2 separate regions of the Ovis aries genome follow, and region 2 is linked to region 1. A link is a contact called in public Hi-C data. All regions are on one chromosome and are shown on one strand. The core of a region is the stretch at or near the end of the contact, and the rest is flanking DNA. Distances in the headings are between cores, read along the strand shown. Region 1 overlaps SMYD2 (SET and MYND domain containing 2). Region 2 holds the start of SMYD2 (SET and MYND domain containing 2).

The links. A called contact is a pair of places that touch in the nucleus more often than the background predicts.
Region 2: a Hi-C map of muscle shows a contact between it and region 1, with 4 times the contacts expected there. The contact joins the promoter of SMYD2 here to the enhancer-like site in region 1. A contact is called at or near these places in 4 of 16 Hi-C or Micro-C datasets (hypothalamus, mesenteric adipose tissue, muscle and 1 more).

Annotation. Positions count from the first base shown.
Region 1 is chr12:68,710,644-68,717,598 of ARS-UI_Ramb_v3.0, reverse strand. SMYD2 (SET and MYND domain containing 2) reads left to right here. Exons shown (of 12, transcript XM_015099365.3): 6 at 2,308-2,375; 7 at 5,102-5,204. Among named protein-coding and RNA genes, the nearest start is that of SMYD2, 41 kb to the left of the region's middle. Within about 2 kb of position 3,673, at least 2 of the 54 cell types and tissues checked have an H3K27ac peak or open chromatin away from gene starts, as enhancers often do. A contact at or near this core is called in muscle, where this site is marked.
Region 2 is chr12:68,752,179-68,759,133 of ARS-UI_Ramb_v3.0, reverse strand. It overlaps SMYD2 (SET and MYND domain containing 2), which reads left to right and starts at 3,801. Exons shown (of 12, transcript XM_015099365.3): 1 at 3,801-4,128. The coding sequence starts at 3,956.

The DNA.
Region 1 (6,955 bases), core at 2,424-4,923:
TATGAGAATAGCTTCAGCAAGGCACTTACGCCTGATTTGACTCGGAAAAAAAAAAAAAAAAGACGATGGCCTATGCATCTTTCTTAACAGGCAAGTTCACTTTTCTTCCCTAGGGATCTTTCAGAAGGGAGGGAAGGCTCGCAAGCAAATTGCTAGGCGATTAGGCTTGAACCTCACCGCCAGCTCCCCGATGACACCTGCGTTCACAGGAGTCTTTCTTTGTGGTGGAAACGCACTCTCCCTCACAGTAAGAGGACAGGGAAAGGGAATAAAGGGGCCCGTGGGCGTGAACATCAAGCCGGAAGGAATTTGGAATTACAAACGGTCCTTACAGAGGAAGAGATTACAAAGCAAAGGCGCATGTCTGGGGCCCTCACCCTTCAGAGCTAGTCAGGAGCTGTCAGTCCAGAGATCCATTGTGAAAATTGCTACATTCTTACACGCCTTCTTCCACTTTGCAAAATTTGTTGTTGTCCTATGGGAACCAGACACGGCCGAGGCATGTTAGTATCCCAATCCGAGACTGCGTATAGATCCCTCAGTACCTGGTCAGGTGCAGGACGCATAGTTCAGGCCTCAGTAAATTTAGCTGAATGAATGAAAATCCTGATTTACTCTTAACCCGATGTTGGTTGGTGGTCCCTGGTGAATGATGGTTGGTGAATGTCCTGATGACAGAAGAGGTTAGAGTACCTGAGGCCCACACAAAACACAGTATGCTGTGTTTTCTACATAAAAATGCCTGACACCTCAGGATTCCAAAGACTGTATATTGTTTTACTCACTGCAGTCATCTCTTTTTGCGTTGAAAATCGTAAATACTGGTTGTAAATGTATCGAATGGTTAAAGCTGTAAGTCAAACCCATCGGATTCTTTACTTCTCTATGTACCAAGATTTCCAAGCCTTTGACACAGGCCCTTTGCTTTTAAGTAAAATTACAACCAGAAGAATCAGAGATCAGAACAATTTTAGAAGAAGCATGGTATGGTGAAAAGACACACTTGTGTTTCTGACAGCCTCACTATTAGAATGCCTAGTTTGACTTTTGACTCCTTTTCTGCCACTTGCTACTTATATGGCCTTGCATTACTTAATCATTGACCTCCCTGGGCCTCAATTTCCCCATCTGTAAAATGGGATAGTATTGTAGATTTGAGGGAGGGTCAATGTGCAGCACCCAGCCCAGTGGGTAGTCTGGACTAAGCGCTCAGCAAAGTAGTGTTTCACAAAGCTCATCCCTTGGCCTGAAACACAGCCGTGCTGTGTGTCTGATGGGGAAGAGCCTGACTGCAGCTCACGGGGTGGAATTGTTCAGCATGCATGCTTCACAGACAGCCTCTTAGCAGCACGGGAAGAGGTGGGCTCTCAACCTTTGCTGCTGGCTTTGGTCGAGTCACTGCCCTTCTCTGACCTTAGTTTCATCATCTGAGAAGTAAAGGGACAGAGTTCCCTTCCAGCTGTGAAGTTGTAGGTACAAATGAAAAACCCTCACTGAGCTGTCTCCCAGTGGCCTGGGTGTTCCTGGAGGGTGCAGATTTGGCCTGGTCTTCCTTCTCTGCAGAGCGCCCAGCATATAAGGTTTCCTCGGTGAATGTGCAAAGAGTGAGTTTATGGAACAGCCTAAAGTTGGAGATGTATAGTCTTCATCTTCAGCCCACCAGCTCTAAGCTTGACTTCTGGGATGCTGAGAGCTGCCCTTGGTGATTTTCAGGGTAATACTTCCTGCCACAGATGAGTAGGTGGCCAGTGGTTGATGTGTCTGAGGCAGGAAGGGACATTCGCAGCGCCCTAGCTTCAGGGTCTTGGTCTCCCTGCCTCTCAAGGGGATGGACAGCAGTTAGATTAGCTGTGTAAAGCCTGTCAGATGTACCACCTCACCTTATGAGCGAGGTACCAGATCAAGTGGCTTCTTTTTTTAGCAGAAGAAGACTGAGCACAGAAGGGACACAGTGACGGGCTTGAGATCCCACTCCAGACCTGGGGCAGAACTGGGGTTAGAGTGACATGTCCGGGCTCCCATGCAGCTCTGCAGACTTGAGTCCTTGGAGCCTTAGTGGTGCTTTGTGACCTTCCGCCACCACGGGCAGGTGGGCTGGACTAGATGCTTCAGACTTGACAGTTCAGCTTGTATCTGTTTACACGTGAGACCGCTCGGTAAGTAGTGTCTGAACGTAGGATACCTTGTTCAAAAGAGGTGTTCCGATCACTAAACCAAACGTCTTCCCAGCTAAAGAGGTGATTTCTATCCAGAAAGAAGCTTTAGCTCATTTTTCCCCCTTTCTCTCTCTCCCCTTTCTCACCGCAGGTTAACTGTAATGGCTTCACAATCGAAGATGAAGAACTTTCTCATTTGGGATCAGCAATATTTCCTGAGTAGGCTGAGTGTGACTTCATCTCTTTCCTTATTACTTATTTAACACTGATTTTTTTTTTAAAATTTCCAATAACCTCCCTAGCTGCATGTGGCAGACATGAAACTCTGAGTGAATTAAATCCCCTTTTTAATTCTGCCAGATTTCAAAATATTTCCCCTGCATTTAAGGATCTGAAGGTAGTAGTTAAGAGAACAGTTGCTTGTTAAGTCCTGCTAGGTAGAGAGCTGTTATTAAAGAATATTTCAGAGTGCGCATAGAAGAAACAACCCAGGTCCTGCTGAGAAATTTGCTTTTTTGCATAGCTGTGGTTCTGGAAATCTTTGGGTTTCTTTCACTCAAAGGAAAACATTAATTGCTGGGAATTGACTGTAGACGTACGTAGGGACTATATAAGCTCCTTCCCTATCTGTCCTTTTTTGAAATATACCAGTATAGAAACAGCACATTTTGGAGGGACAGTATGCTAAAGTAGTGAACTAGGGATAAATTTCACAGACCTATAGGATTTTTCTTAACCTCAGGAATATACAAGTAATTCAAGAAAGGCCAGTCAGTTGACCAGTGGAAATCGTTACAGCTCTGACTTTAACGTTACAGCTCTGCCAAGCATGGCTTTGCCGTTATCTGTTTAAAGGACAGGATAGTCTCCTGATACATCAGTCCCAAACATCAAGCCCTGGCTTCACAGATGGAACAAAGGAGAGCTTCCAGCACCCCCTATCTGAGTCCATCCACACTGGAGATTAGTTTGGTCTAGAGTGATGTTGCTTAATATAAACTACAGGCACCTCTGCCTCTAGGTTGGAGCAGTTGCAGGAAACCCTTAACACCCACGCATTGGCCATGGATGGCACCTGAAGCCTACACATCTGTCATACCCAGCTCCATGCATCATATGGGTCCAAAAGAGAAAACTCTGTTAGGGGCATGTCTCTTGAGAAGCTACACAGGCTTTCTCGAACCAGAGAAACGAACAGTGTATTCCCGTCATATTACTGTTTCTATGGCCAAAATTGTCTGCATTTAGATTTCCGACAGGGAGGGAAGAAATGGTTTCAGGAGAGGTTCTTTAGGACTTTTGCCCTTGAGAAGAGGAAGGAGAACAGAGAAAGGTGACTAGACCTCTTTAGACGGCTTGCGTTGACTACTTCAGCCCTGAAACGAGCCCTAGAATGTCTCGTCTTGTATCTGAAAGAGTGAAAACCAGGCTCAGCATGGTGGTGTTTGAGGCTTCACCCCAGCGGCTGCCACGAGAACACGGCACCCAGAACATGAGTTAGGTCAGGTCTTCTGCCTTCAGGCAGCTCCCCTGCCTTCATGAGAAAGATAGCCAGCGGTCTATTTTGAGCTTGGTTACTTAATACTTCTTCCCTGGTGGCTCAGAGGTAAAGAATCCACCTGCCAATGCAGGAGTTTGATCCCTGGGTCAGAAAGATCCCCTGGAAAAGGAAAGGGCAACCCACTCCAGTACTCTTGCCTGGGAAATCCCATGGGCAGAGGAGCCTGGTAGGCTGCAGTCCATGGGGTCGCAAAGAGTCAGACATGGCTGAGCGACTAAACACCAACGACAAAGTGTTGAGAACAGTGTCTGGGGCATTTGTTTATTTCCTAGGGCCTGATTCCCTGTGCATGACTTGCCAGGGAGTCAGGTGGGCCAGGAAGGAGGGTGGAGATGACCTTTCCCGCAGACAAGACAGGAAACCGCTGCGCGTCCGGCCCCAGGCCAGCCCCACCCTTCATCGAAACTTCTAGCAGTGGCTTCCCCAGACACAGCAACCTGGGGTGGTTCTTCTGCACCGTTTCCAACCTCTCGCTTTTTTAGATCTTCACGGAGCAAACAGGAGAATGGGTTCTGGTCGTGGAGGGTCCAGGCAGGTGACCCCAGCCACCAGAGCCGCTGTACACATGGATCTGAGTGCCCCTCTGAGTCCCAGATTCCAGTTTTAATTGGGGGGGAAAAATTCCTTTTGCTGAGAATCATATCAACATTGTGATTTCAAAGGCAGCGTTTTCAGAGATCAAGCACTCTTCCCCTGTAGTTTAGAAATTTCTGTTCTCAGAACTTTGACCTTGATGTAACCAGAAAGCTCAAAGCCCTCGCGTAGGCGACTGTCTGTCCCCACTGTCCCTTGTAAAGCGACCCGCGATCAGCAGGAGCGACTGATGGCCCAATTTTCCGGATGAGGAGATGGAGGTTGCAGAGAGTCAGACGGGCCCCTCCGGGTCTCTCGGGGGATCCCACACCCTCACTCAGGAAGCCAGCGTCTCCCCCAGTGGTGATTTCTCAACATCTGAAGACAGCATGTTAGAAGTCATCCTCTGATATAAAACCTGCTTGGCAACGACAGCCTGTTTGTCTTACACAGTCTCCGGTGGAGGAGCAGTTTACTGTGGGTGTTGAGTTTTGAGTCCTACATCTAACAGGAAGGCATTTGTTGTTTTCACTCTTTATTATGTGTTTTTATTTTTTCTTTGTTTTTGGCTTAGCTATCACTGTTTTGCATTGCAGATTTCACTTTTCACTATTGTTCCAATTTAAGATGTTAGATCTTGTTATAAATGCATGCAGAATAGCCCCTTAGACCAGCTCTTAGTTTTTTGTTTTTTTTTTTTAATGTCCTGCAAAAACACAGTTTCCATAACTTAGCAAGTAAGTGGCCACGGAGTTACCTGAGCAGTCCATCTGCCTCCTGAGAATGTTGGGTTTTCTCTTTTGATTGACAGTGTTGCACTGATGAATCATAGTTGTTGCCCCAATGTCATTGTGACCTACAAGGGGACCCTGGCTGAAGTCAGAGCTGTGCAGGAAATCCACCCGGGAGAGGAGGTGAGTGTGTGGCTGAGGGTGGCTGTGGCGGTGGGTACCATCCTCGGGTCCTCCGGGTTCAAGATCAGACCTGTGGCGTGGAGTCCACACTTTTCGCTCCCGTTGGGTGCTCAGTGTGTCCACCTGTGAAAGTGTTAGTTGCTCAGTTGTGTCTGACTCTTTGTGATTCCATGGACTGTAGCCCACCAGCCTCCTCTGTCCATGGCATTCTCTGCCAAGAATACTGGAGTCGGTTGCCATGCCCTTCTCCGAGAGATCTTCCCCACCCAGGGACTGAACCTAGATGTCTCTTACATCTCCTGCATTGGCAGGTGGGTTCTTTACCACTAGCGCCACCTGGGAAGCTGTGGCCAAAGGCGGGGTGGGGCGGGGGGGGGGGGGGAACAAGGAAGATTAAATTCGAATAAAGTTCCTCACAAAGATTTACAGAGATTTATAGAGAAACGAGACTGCCAAAATAACCATAATGAAATCTTAGAGGCTCTGAGTTCCCACTTCCAAATAATGGAGTTTACTTTTGATTCGTGAATTTCAGCCTGTTTTTCTTCCCCCCAAAGAGCAAAGCAACCCAGCAGTAGCTAATGAGTTACAGCCCCAGATGACACATGGTGCGTTCACATCACATCCCCTGCACCTCTGCCCTTGGGACAGTTCCCTTCCTGGGGATGGAATTCAGATGGGGTGGGGAGAGGCAGTCTGCGGTCAGGGCCACCACGAGCTGCCCTCCCCAGCCTCGGGGTAGGGGGCGAGCCTGCTCAGCGATTCCCTTCTGTCCTGTGCCATGTGGTTCCACAACCACCGCGTCAGGTGTCTCCCCTTGAGAATGCTGACCAGCCCTTACCAGGTGTATGCTGCTGCTGTTAAGTCACTTCAGTCGTGTCCGACTCTGTGCGACCTCATAGGCGGCAGCCCACCAGGCTCCCCCATCCCTGGGATTCTCCAGGCAAGAACACCGGAGTGGGTTGCCATTTCCTTCGCCAGTGCATGAAAGTGAAAAGTGAAAGTGAAGTCGCTCAGTTGTGTCCGACTCTTAGCGACCCCATGGACTGCAGCCCACCAGGCTCCTCTGTCCATGGGATTTTTCAAGCAAGAGTACTGGAGTGGGGTGCCATTGCCTTCTCCGACCAGATGTATACAATACGTTCTTAAATCCTGATGTCTATAACAAGACACTTGAATATTTAGGCAATGTAATCACTTTAAATACATTTCATTTAAAATAATTTGGGTTGGGAAGATCCCCTGGAGAAGGCAATGGCTACCCAATCCAGTATTCTTGCCTGGAGAATTCCATGGACCAAGGAGCCTGACTGGGCTACAGTCCATGGGGCCACAAAGAGATGGACGTGACTGAGTGACTAACACTACTGCTATTTTTTAAAGTTACATGTCTGGATATTTAGAATCTTTTCAATATGATTAGTGTGGCAAAATGATCAAAGCCTCCATTTCTCTGGGTGGTGGTCAATAAGCCACAGCTGAACTGGACCGCAGGTCCCATGTACAGATCAGACTTGCCGTCCTGTAGGAAATGCGTCCTGCAGGGGGCACCCTGTTGAGGACCTGGGTGTCTCAGTTTATGAATGTCTTGTGGAGGCTGCCCCAGAACCTCTTGTTAAAACAGCCGATGCCCGTCAGCCAGAACCTAAGTCCCCAGGCCCCTGCTCCTGGACTGCCTGGAGCACGTTGTCACCTGTCCTGGCTGTGTCTGGACCACGAGCTGTGATGCTGAGCGGCCTCTGTCGCCCTCT
Region 2 (6,955 bases), core at 2,552-5,051, 41 kb before region 1:
CTGATACAAGGTTGTGGTGACGAACGTGCAGCATTTATTGCAGGATACCAAGCAAGAAGTCCACATAACTAGTGCCCAGAAGGTTTGAACTCCCCAGTGGCTTTCAGGGAATGGTTTTAAAAATGGTGATGGGGTTGTGGGGTGTACGACCAACTTGCAGACATTCTGATCAGTTGGGAGGGAGGTAATCTGGAGTCAACATCATCAACCTTCTGGTTCCAACCTGTCTGGGGTCTGTGATGTGCTGATGGTCACCATGCAGTTAACTTCTTCCACCTGACAGGGATTTCAGTATCTGTAAAGCAGCCCAGAGGATGGCTCAGAATATTACCTATAACCCTTGATGCTGCTGCTGCTAAGTCGCTTCAGTCGTGTCCAACTCTGTGCGAACCCATAGACAGCAGCCCACCAGGCTCTGCCGTCCCTGGGATTCTCCAGGCAAGAGCACTGGAGTGGGTTGCCATTGCCTTCTCCAATGCATGAAAGTGAAAAGTGAAAGTGAAGTCGCTCAGTCTTGTCCGACCCTCAGCGACCCCATGGACTACAGCCTTCCAGGCTCCTCCGTCCATGGGATTTTCCAGGCAAGAGTACTGGAGTGAGTTGCCATATAACCCTTGAGGAGGAACTAAATTATTTTGGCTTTATTTAATGGATAAACTATTGTTTTGTCTTGCTTGACTGTTTTCCCTTTTTTGTACATTCTCTCACTTCTTAGATTAAACTTACTCCTTGGAACCTGGGGAAGGCCTGGGAGGCTAAAGTTTTCCTACAGACAGGAGGCAGGTGGGGGACATGGGAGGGGCTGGGATCTGTTCCCAGAAGGCCCCACGGGGTCCTGCTCGGTTACACATGCTGTTCCCTCTGTTTAGAATGCTTGTCCCTCCTTTTCTCTTGATTAAGTTCAGTCATTACTGTCTCTGAAAAGCATTCCTCAGTCAGTCAGTTCAGTCGCTCAGTCGTGTCCAACTCTTTGCGACCTCATGAATCACAGCACGCCAGGCCTCCCTGTCTATCACCAACTCCTGGAGTTTACTCAGACTCACGTCCATCGAGTCAGTGATGCCATCCAGCCATCTCATCCTCTGTTGTCCCCTTCTCCTCCTGCTCCCAATCCCTCCCAGCATCAGAGTCTTTTCCAATGAGTCAACTCTTCGCATGAGGTGGCCAAAGTACTGGAGTTTCAGCTTTAGCATCATTCCTTCCAAAGAACACCTAGGACTGATCTCCTTTAGAATGGACTGGGTGGATCTCCTTGCAGGCAAGGGACTCTCAAGAGTCTTCTCCAACACCATAGTTCAAAAGCATCAATTCTTCGGTGCTCGGAAAAGCATTCCTAGACTAGGTCATGTCCTCTAAGCACTGCTCCAGCACTTGAGACTGTTGACAGTTTATATTTGTTTATGTGATTATCTGATTAATGTCCGCTTCCTCTGCCAGACAGACTGTACAAAGCTCTGTGAGGACAGGGACTAAGTCAGATTTTTGTTGTTGTTCTCATTACCATTATATCCCAAGCCTTTATCACTGTTTCTGGAACACAGTAAGCATATCATAAATATTTAAATGATGAATGAATATGTCTTGGAATCTCTTGCTAGCTCTGCTTCATTTTCCTCATTAGTAAGAAAATGCCTCTTCCATTCCCCCAAATTCTAGAATATTTATGGTTCCTGTTTTTTTTGAGGGGGGCGGTTTAAAAAAAACACTATTTATTTATTTGGCTGTGCTGGGTCTTAGTTGCAGCATGTGGGATCTTCAGTTTCAACATACGAGATTTAGTTCCCCAAACAGGGATCCAACCCGGGCCCCCGCATTGGGAGCTTGGAGTCTTGGCCACTGGACCACCAGGGAAGTCTCTGGTTCCCGTCTTGAGCCTACAAGATTGACTGTCATGTGCCCGCCGTGTCCAGTGGTGTCTTAACAGGTGGTCCCGTGTTCAGTCGCCTCCCTTCCAGTCTATCGGCGAGGCTGCAGCAGAACTGTTCACAGCACTGGACTGATCAGCGCACCCCTCTGCTTAACCATTTTCAGTGACCCCCATACCTCCTCTGGGAGGAAACTCGTCTCCTGAGAAGATGCCCTCCGTATGCTCCTGCCTCACCTCCTGTCCTCTCCCTGAGATCTCAGGCTCCACTCAACACAGCAGGTTGCAACCACACACCATTCTTTCTTTCAAGTCCCTTTGTCTTCACACGAAATTCTTTCAGCCCGACCAACTGTCCTCTTCTTTTGTGCTTAAGTCTCATCCATCATCCATGCCCAGCTCAAAGGTTACGTGAATGTGGCACCTGCCTTGACCAAACCTGCATTCTCCACGCTGTTTGTCCTCTCCTGCCTGTTTGCCTGCAGAACGCTTTGTACAAGCCGCTATAACACCACTTGTCTCAGAGAGCTGTCTTTGCAGAGAGTCATTTCACTTAAGAGCCTGGGCCTCATAGTCAGACTGACTGGACGCTGAAACCAAATTTTGCAACCTAGCTGTGTAGCCTTGGAAAGTATTCTGAGTTTTAGTTTCCTAGTTTTGGAAATGGGAAACATATAACACCTAACTCACTGGGCAGTTAGAATTACATATTTAATGGGGGTAATGTGTTTAAGCCACTTAGCCCAGTATTTGACCTGGTAACACCCAATAAGGATTGTGAATGTATGCAATGAAAAGGCCCAGGCCCACATTTTGCCCCTCTTTCTATCCCACTGACTGGCCACAGTGGGTGCTCAGTGAATGCTTCTTAAACTGTCTAAATGGGAGAGTATCCATGATGTACTCTCCTCTTCAGGAAAGCCAGAGGCTTTTTCATTTTAGGAGTTTTACTGAAGGGTCAAAAATTCTGATGACATACTCAAATCACATTGATCTTACCCTTTGCTGAACTACTCCTGAACTTACACAGGCAACCCAGTTTGAGATCACACTTTCAGTATTAGTGCTTTTGCTAAATCCTCTCTTCATACACGGAGTCCTTAAGCCCGCACATCAACTGCAGCCTTTCCACACTCCTATGCAGAACAGATTAAACCCTTCTTTCTCATACGGAAAATCCTCTCTGTGACTCATAACCTAATTGACTTTTCTAAGATGACAGTGCGTGGTCAAGCCGATTCGACCCCTAGCCGTGTGCTCTGGCCACAGCAGGGCACTGTCTCCGGGCAAGTCTTAAGTTCCTTGACTGAAAGGTTATCTCCTGCCCCCTCCGCATCGTTGCCTGTACGCAGAGTCTGAGTGAGCAAGCCTGACCAGTGCACTTCCTTTTCCGTCCACGTAATTAACTTCCACCGGAGGGGCAGAGGGAAAAAAGTAGGTTCACAATCAATACTTGAGATTGCTGGGAGTCACACTGGGCTCTAAAAACCTTTCACCTTGGGGAGGCACCTTTGAACCCTCTGCACATCAGTTTCCTACTGCGGTTTCCCTTCGGCGTTCCCCGAGGACTCCTTCTAGGGTTTTCGACAAGGACAGACGAACCAACTGAAGGTTGAGAAGCATCTTGCCCCCCAACCCCGCCAACTTCTATTAACCCCGCGCGGGCCATCCTACTGGCTGGTCCAGGGGAGGCTCTGGGTACCTGCCCCACCGCGACCCCATCCCGCCCACCGGAACGCGGCCGCGGCCCGCGCCCTCCGCCAGGACGCACACGCCTCCGCCCTCCTGCCTGGAGCCGCCCGGTGGGACGCAGCTCCGGGCGGTGGCCGCAGCGGCCGACAGTTGGCCGAGTGGGGGCCGCGGGCGAGGGTCCCGCGCGCGGGGCGGGGCCGCCGGGCCGGGTCCCCCGCCTCCCGGGGGCGCGCGAGCGCCGGGCGGGGCCGCCGTCCCTTCCGGGGAAGCGGTGGCCGCCGCGTCCGCCGGGCGGCTTCCCGCCCCCGCGGCTCCGGGTGACGCTGCTCCAATAACAGCGCGCGGGGAGCCGCAGCCGCGGGGCTCCCCCCCCCCCACCGCGCCAGCCCGGCCACCGGGATGAGGGCCGAGGGCGACGGCGGGCTGGAGCGCTTCTGCAGCCCGGGCAAGGGCCGGGGTCTGCGGGCCCTGCAGCCCTTCCAGGTGGGGGACCTGCTCTTCTCCTGCCCGGCCTACGCCTACGTGCTCACGGTCAGCGAGCGCGGCAACCACTGCGAGTTCTGCTTCGCCAGGTAGGGCGGCGCCGGCGGGCGCGCAGGGGCTCGGGGGGGCGGGGGGGGGGGCGCCGCGCGCGCGGGCGGGCGGGAGTGCGCGCGCCTCGCGGGGTCCTAGCGCCCGCGGCTCCAGGGCGGGGGTGGGGAGCGGGAGGGGACCTGGAACCCGGGACTGGCCGGGCCACGTGCACTCAGCAAGACCTGCCAAGTTCCCGCCGCACGCCCTGCACCACGGCACGTTTCCCTGCTGGCCCCGGCGGGCTGTGCGAACCCGCCAGGGCAGGGTCGTGCCTGCAACACGTGGGCTCGGAGCCAGACTTGCTCCCCAGCCCTGGCCACTCGGCGCTTTGCCGGCGGGGCCCCAGGTTTCGCGCAGCGGCCACAGCACAAGTCACCTTTCACTTGTGCTTCCTGCGATGAGATCTGTGCCCTCCTACTTCCCCCCAGCCCCGCGCTGCCGCAGGCTTGCCGTGTTACCGCCGAGGAACTTAATGACACTTCGTATTTCTTGTGAAGTACGTGGCCCCTCGTCTTTCTTGTCACCCTCTGCGCTTGGTGTTTGGGGAGAAGCCAGGAGGGCACCGATCCGGGGTTCAGAGGGACTGCAACGGGGGGACGGGATCTAGCCCTGGTTTGGGGTTGGGAAAACCTGGTTGCTTGGGGGATTAGGCAAAACGTCTGGTTAGAATTGGTATTTAAATGGAGCAAATCATGTATGTGTGTATATGTGTATATATTCACATACACCAACGCATAATTATATCTTCAAGCCTTATGACAATTTCAGACCTAAAGGCACCCTTAGAAAGCGTGAATGCAACACTTTCAGTTTTAAGGGGGAGAGAACTACTGCCCAGAGAAGAAGTATGTATATTCACGCTTATAGTTAAGAAAATGAAATCTGATGTTCTCAGTTCTGCCCATTGCCTACCTAGCCAAGTCTTCAATAAAAGGACTGAGGCAGGAACCATGGCATTGGAGTTTATGCCATGGAACCTTCCCGGACCCTGTTTCCCTTTCTTTGAACCTCAGTTTCTTCATCTTCCAAGTGGAGATTTCTGGGCTAGATTAAGCCCACCTGAGGTTTGCAGGTACCTTTTGAATACAGGTCTCCAGTCCAACACACACCGAAGAACTCAGTGCCTGAGATATGTTCATCTTATTCCACGGTAAGACAGAGCAAAAGAAGGGACAAAAGCTAAATACTATAGTCATCTTGCCCAGACTCCCTGCCAGAGCTGTCTTCCGCTTTGGGGGGACCTGGAAAGGAACTAGACACAGAATCATGCCGTGGGCAGCTTAAGGGCTGTATGTGATGTGTCTCTTTGAATTGGTGAGCCAAGAGCTAAAGGGTCATGGCACCACTTTGCGACGTTTGAGTGAAGTGAGCATTGGGTTTTCCCAAAGTTAAAAAGGCTGCTGTGTCTGGTCCCTTGATCTTCTGAGCCTCGCTGTGGCTCAGAGTCTGAAGCAGCGTGGGTGTCTGGAGTGGCAGGAGCAAAGCAAGGTCACCCCACACAGAAGGGGCCTCCCTCCTCTGTCAGGGATCCTGGTGATTCCTGGGATCCATCGTGGCAGAGAAGACTGCGGGACCAGGCACCTAGTAGGCGCTCAGATGTCTATTACCAGACTCCTCCTCCGGTGAATTATAGATCAAATCCAGCTGGGCTCGCAGTGGAGCAGCAGAGCAGAGAGATGGTTCTCTTTCGCCTCCGAACTGTACCTGCTACACACGCCCTCACCTCCAGACCGGAAGGTGCCCCAGGTGCAGCTTGGCCAGTCACCCCGCCCTATGGGATGGCGTTTGCCTCTGTTTCCCCCTTTTCTGAATGACAGTCATTAGTGTCACTGTTGCCTTCGGCCCCTCTCCGGCGCTGCCCCTGCACCGGGGAGGGACCACTGCACCTCCTCCTGCTTTTCTCTGGCTTAGGTGAACTTCTGTCAACACCCACAGTTCCTTTCCTCTCTCTCCCTGAGGACTCATTTGAAATCAGCTGAAATAACACACAGGCTATGATGACATCATGACATCATGACACCTGTGAAATCAGAAATATCTTTGTACTCACTCTCTGGTTTCTTTTAAATCCAGTTCACTTAGAATTAGTGGCTAGATCAATCTCAAAGATTTAGCAGTCTTTCCCCTGTCAGCTGTTCGTATAGACCGAGGACAGATTATTCTGTTCAGCTATACTGGAGGTCACATGTATGTCCCCATGGTTCCCCCAGGGATAGGAACAAAATTCTCAAATACTCTTCCATGACTTCCCCTCCCCTGCCATAAAAAGAAAACTGCGCATATTGTTTCTTGTGCCAGAAGTTGAAGGTAAATAATATTGCTTAAGACAAATGAGCCTGCAGAGATCTTCCCTATCATATTAATTGTATCAGGGTTTGACTTATTTTGAAGGAAAAGAAGTGATGTTTTTCAGAATAAGTATGTTCTGCAAATGGAAAAATAATAGGAAGTCTCTTAAGTCAGAGCAAAGTAGAATTCTTACTGTCAGGGTAACACAGGCAAAAGTTTGCCTCTGTATCACATTTTCAGGGTGACACTTGGGAAGATGTGTATCTCGCCTCAGCTGCTAAGAGGCAGCTCCTAAAAATATAAATGTCTTCAAGTTGGGAGCTGTCCTCATCAGACCTCTCAGATTGTGTGTGTGTGTGTGTGTGTGTGTGTGTGTGTGTGTGCGCGCACAATGCATGCAAGCACATACGTTGGGTATGGTCAGTATTTTGTGGCACACTTTTCCACTTGACATTTAATGTATTTTAACACTTGCTAGTGTTTGTCTCAGAAAGAGAAAAATCTGTAACCCATGTTCCATCTGAGAGGGCTTCCCTG